Regions from separate parts of the Sus scrofa genome. Here region 2 is linked to region 1. Evidence: chromatin contacts called from public Hi-C data. All regions are on one chromosome and are shown on one strand. The core of a region is the stretch at or near the end of the contact, and the rest is flanking DNA. Distances in the headings are between cores, read along the strand shown.

Region 1 (2,695 bases), core at 80-2,579:
GGCCCTGGAATTCAAAGGGGCCCAGAGTTCCTGCCCAAACACCTCCTAGCACCTCATGACTCACAGGGCCCCAAAGTCCAGGCACAGAGAAAAGAAGCACCTGCATGGGGGCGGGGGCGGGGCAGGGCCCGACTAGCTGCATCCCGATACCCTCCCCCTTTACCTGCAGACACAGCCAGGGACTGCCAGGCAGTTGATGACAGGGAGCCAGGCCAACAACCTTGGCAGGACTTTCCTGGCTCTTAACTGGGCCTGGGCACCGCTTTCCTAGTCAGCCTGGCTGACCAATACTGCCATGGCCCCATGGCCCTGGCCCTGCCCAGGGACCAGCCTGCAGCAAAGGCACAGTGGATGCCCACACCCTCACAGGTCCACAGACTCTTCGCTGATCTCCCCCACTCTCTGCTCCTCACCCCAAATCGAACGGTCCTGGCCTGGTTTTCCCCTGCCTCACTCTCCCGGAGGCCAGACAAGCAAATCAGACAGGCGAGAGGCCTGAGAACAGCTGCTGGGGGTGGGGGGCGGGGTTGGGGGGCCTGGGTGAGGCCAGGAGGCAGAGGGGTGAGCGACAAAGGAGCCCTTTGTTGTGCTAACTTTTTCCAAGACGTAAAAGGAGTAACAATAGACAATCCAGACTGTTGGGGGGGGGTGTCAAGGACAAGGGGAGGTGGGGGGACCATGGCCTAGAATCTCGTCAGCGTTCCAACAAGCAAGGATGGAGTCGCTGACCTCCCCTCCTCTCCCTCCCCATCCAACCTCCGCCTGGGGCCCACCTCCCCGAAGGCCCCCCACCTTAGAGGTGGACCAGACAGGACCCAGGGAGCTTCAAGGCACAGAGCGGGGCTCAGAGAGGGGAGGGGCCGTGGGGAGACACATGGGGGAGATCTGGCTGAGGGACAGACAGCTCTAAGGCCAGGGACCGACTGAAGGGGCAAAGACCTGCAGAAATTTGGAGCTAAAGGCAAAGTCCAGAGGCTCTTTGTGGAACTGGAAGAATGTGCTTTTTAAACGTGTTTTTTAGCAGGAGGGCGGAGATAACCTGAGGTGAGGGGGACACACTTTGAGTTCAAAGAGCCCTCCCTTGGGCCCACCCCACAGCAGCGGGCTGCCTCTGAGGCAGTGACACGGGCTGCACCCCCACCCCCCAGCACACCCCCACCTGTCACCCAGGTAACAGCTCTGAGGTTTCCCACTGCGCCCTTTGAACCCAGAACCCTGGCCCAGTCCCCACCTCCCCGGCCTCCAGCCAGCAGCCTAGGGGAGCAGGGTCCCCTCACAGCCGCTGCGAGAGTGAGGCTGCTGCCTTAACTCTGCATGCCCGACCCAGGAGAGGAAGGACGGCCGCGGCCGGGCCCCTCCCGGCTCACCTCCCTCCCCAGAGGGCCCGGCCCACGAATCTCTCCTCTTCCTGCAGAAGGACGAGGCGGGAGGAGCGCCACACCTTCTCGGCTCAAAGTTCCAGCGCCCAGCGGAGGGCTGGCACCGGCCCAGGGAGCCAGGCGTGCCCTCCCGCCCGCGCTGCCACCGTGCCCCTCCCCCGCTCGGCTCCACCGCGGGCGGGCGGGCAGGAGGCGCGGAGCGCTCGGGAGTCCCCGCGCCCCACAGCCGCTCGCAGCCTCGCACAAGGGGCCGGTTTCCTGGAGGAGATCAGCAGGAAATCAGCCGGGCCCCCGGCCAGCGGCTCCCCTCCCAATCCAGCTGGCGCCCGCTCCTCCGCGGCTCCCCTCACGGCCCCCGGGGAGGGCTGGGGACGGGGCGCGGGGCCCTGGGTCCGCCCTTCCTCCACCCCGGAGAAGGGTGGGGGTGGCTCTGGGTGCAGCGCGGGCGGCGGAAGAAGGCCCCTACCCAGCGGCGGCCGATAAGCATCTCCCCCTCCCCCCACTACGGGCATCCACGTGCTTCACATTCTTGGACGTCTGGGAGCGGGCGGAGGCGTGAGCGGCGAGATTGGTGGGGGACAGATGGAGAGCCACATCCTGTGTACCCCGTGTCCTCTGGTGCCCCGAAACGCGGGCTCCGCGGAGGGAGGCACGGTCCCCAGGGCCCTGCAGGATCTGCAAGGCCTCCTCCCACGGCCAACCTACCATCAATTCCGACCTTCGCTGGAGGTGGCAGAAGGAAGTGGGGCACTGAGCGTAAGGGGACTGGAGGGCTCCCTGTCACCGGAGAACCTACACGTACTACACCGAGGGGTTCGGCAGTGACCCCGTGTACTCCAGATAGTCAGGTCGCCGCCCTACAGGTCCCTCTTGTGGCCCCATGACAACTCCCACAGCCACCCTCCAGCCTACAGCCTTGGGAGCTGAGCCCCCGGCTACACACCTACACCAGGAGCCTGGGAACAGGGAAGGCCAGGCCTTCAGCTCCACCCCAACAGGCCTCCACTTCCCCAAGGCCAGCTGGACTCCAGCCTCCTCACACACACCCCACTCCCCCAGTGTGGAGCCAGGAAGAGCTGAACAGCCCCCAGAGGCTAGAGCCCAAGGTCTCAGATCCCAGCTGCCCCGCCCCAGGCCTCTGGCCAAGGCGGCCAAGGCTGTGGAGGAAGTGACCCTGGCAGCCAGGCCCCAATGATCCCGCTTAGCAGGGGACACCCTCCTCGAGTTCCGAGAGGATGTGAAGGAGGATCCCGGCATGGGTCACACCTCTCACCTGTGCCTTTCTGCTTTTACAAAAGCCCACCCACGTTCACGCC
Region 2 (2,695 bases), core at 94-2,593, 190 kb after region 1:
AATTGCTACAGTTCGATTCCCAACCCACTGTGCCACAAGGGGAACTCCCCCTAGAGTTCTTCATGCTGTTGGCAGACCTCTCTGAGATCCCCGATACCAGTTCTTTAAATGTGGCCTGGATAAGGGAGCGTGACCTCTCTCCTACAGTGAGTGTTCCGCTTCTTGCCACTTCCATCACCGCTCCTTCCCCAGAGATGCTGGTTCTTCCTCTATGGGCTCAGATTCCTCAAGCTGGGAGATATTTCCAAAATGGAGAATCCTCCTCTCTCAGAATTAAGAACTTTTGTCCTGGATGGGAAGAGCCTCTCAGAAATCATGTTGGGGGAAGGTGGAGAGGGCAGGACACCAAAAATTAGTCCAGTGAAAAGGCTTGATGCACAGAGCTGGGCTAAAAAAGCTAGAAAATAGGTCAAGTGAAGCTAAACAGAGGAAACCATTTCCTTGGGAAAAATTCTGACCTAGGCTTTGTCTATTTTCCTCTCCACTTCTTTTCCTCACATGAGATGTGAGGTTCAGAGATGGGGTAGGGAATTGGGCTGATGGAAAGTATGTGGTTGGAGGCAGACTAGGAGTTGTAAGTGAGGCGGTGCTCAGAGGAGGAAGAGTGGCGAAGGGTAAATTTAAGATCAGAGTATTGGGAGGCGGGTTCCCCTTGTGGCGCATCAGAAACAAATCATGGACTAGTATCCACGAGGATGCGGGTTTGATCCCTGGTCTCGATAAGTGGGTCGGGGATCCCGTGAGCTGTGAGCTGTGGTGTAGGTCGCAGACGTGGCTTGGATCCCACATTGCTGTGGTTGTGGCGTAGGCCTGCAGCTGCAGCTCCAGTTGGACCCCTAGCCTGGGAACTTCCATAAGCCTGGGTGCCGCCCTAAAAAGTAAGAAAATAATTATAATAAATAAAAAATCAAATCAAATCAGAGTATTCAGGGGCCATTTCTCCCTCCAAAGTCATAGCGGGTTGTGAATAGTAGATAACCCCCGAGCTGCAAATCTTGGGGCACAGGAAGGGGACGTCATTGTAGCCAAGAAGCACACTACCCAGGGGCATGTTGAAGAGCCCTGTGTGGAAGGGAATGGGAGGAGTCCTGGGGCACCTAGTTTCAGGAGAAACAGCTCCAAAGTCCTCAAGCTAGAACGTTAAGGGCCAGGGACACTTGCTCCCCTATAACTCAGCATCTGTCAGCACTCCCATTACCAGGTGCTATTTCCAGAGTCCTGGGCCTAGTGGGGGAAAAGGGCGGGGCGCTGGGGGAGAGACCGAGGCGGAGCCGAAGGGCTCCGCCCCCAGCCCAGCCGCAGTTCCAGATTTTCGCCACGCGGGGGCTCCCGAGCTCAACCGCAGTCCCAGGGTTCCGGAGGGGGGAGAGACTCTCCCGAGGACAGTTTGGGATGTCAGTTGTGACCCTGAGCAGAGAGGTGACCTAAGGGTCATTGGCTCCGAAGCTGCAGCCCCTTCGCATGGCCGTTGGAAAGACGTCCAGCCTCAGCCCTTCTCTCTGAAAGGGGCTCGTGGGACTGGGAACTAGGTCCCCGCCTCTTACCCTCACCCTCTTCTCCGTGGTCATTTCCTCCCCTGCGCGCTTCCTCCCCCTCCCCCATCCTCGTGGTCGGAACACCGCCACCCTCCCCCACAGCCCGTCAGAGTCCTGCGGAATGCTCTCACCCTGGCGACGTGCCAAGCTCTGGACTTCCTGGGCTTTGGGGTGGGGCTTGGCCAAGGGGAAGCCCTTTGGACAGGAGAGCCACCCAATCCTGCAGAGCCTGCTCGCGCTCTCCCTCTCTTTCTCTCCCTCTCTGCTAAGCAAAAGGCTCATCTATCATTCTCTGTCACCACCACCTAATTCCACCCCCACGCCCCCGCAAGAGGATTTCCTTGCCAGGGCAAAACATCCACAATCTGGATGCGGTGGGCATCCTAAACACTGGTTTATGGTGGGAAAAGGGGAAAAAACCCTATTTCGGAACCTGCCTTCCCTGTCCCAGAAGGCCTAGAGCTGGAAGGAGAGGTTCAGCTATCAGGGTCCTGAGGTGAGGATTTCGTAAATGGTCGTTCAGCCTTGGGGCTCCTTCTGGATCCTTCCCAGAGTCCTTGGGTCTAAGGAACTAGTCTCTATATAGTAAAGCTTGGGACTGAATTTTTGCATATCTGACCGCCTCTACTCAGCTTCCATGTTCCTGAAATAAATCAGCTGAAATTTGAACTCACTGGTCTACATCAAGGCCAAGGAAATCTTTCCAGCCAGCTGTAGCCGACTGGGGTGGGTTCAGTGAGAATGGGGAGCAGGCAGAAACCACTCCCAAATCTAATGAATAGAGACCAGGCCTGTCAGAGACCTCTGGCTCCTTTCTGGGGGGTGGGGGTGGGGGTCACTGCTCAGAAATGCTTTTGCACTTGGAGGCTGAAAGTCTTATATTGTCCACAAATGACAAAGTGAGAACTCAGTCCTGTGGCGCCCCCTGCCTTGAGGTCCCTCTGTGCTGCTTTTGCAGCCTGTCATCCCTAACCTGTGCCAGATTCCCAAGTTCCTATCTTGAAACCTCAGCCCCCACACCCAGGGCCTAGGGGAGAGCCAATGTAGGTCACTGCAGCTGGGCCTGCAGGGCTGTCTGCTCCTTGAGCTCAGAGCCTTTTAGGCACAGAGAGGAAACCGTGCAGAGAAGTGAGAGAAAAAGGCTCTATGAGAATCAGAGG

What was found. A called contact is a pair of places that touch in the nucleus more often than the background predicts.
Region 2: a Hi-C map of liver shows a contact between it and region 1, with 2.9 times the contacts expected there. The contact joins two enhancer-like sites. A contact is called at or near these places in 4 of 47 Hi-C or Micro-C datasets (embryonic fibroblasts, heart right ventricle and liver) and 2 of 2 datasets of contacts at active chromatin or transcription factors (alveolar macrophages and skeletal muscle).

What each region holds. Positions count from the first base shown.
Region 1 is chr12:22,058,557-22,061,251 of Sscrofa11.1, forward strand. The region is part of intron 2 of RARA (retinoic acid receptor alpha); the gene reads right to left. Among named protein-coding and RNA genes, the nearest start is that of GJD3, 20 kb to the left of the region's middle. Within about 2 kb of position 1,330, at least 27 of the 83 cell types and tissues checked have an H3K27ac peak or open chromatin away from gene starts, as enhancers often do. A contact at or near this core is called in liver and skeletal muscle, where this site is marked.
Region 2 is chr12:22,248,063-22,250,757 of Sscrofa11.1, forward strand. No RefSeq gene overlaps it. Among named protein-coding and RNA genes, the nearest start is that of MSL1, 12 kb to the left of the region's middle. Within about 2 kb of position 1,344, at least 63 of the 83 cell types and tissues checked have an H3K27ac peak or open chromatin away from gene starts, as enhancers often do. A contact at or near this core is called in liver and skeletal muscle, where this site is marked.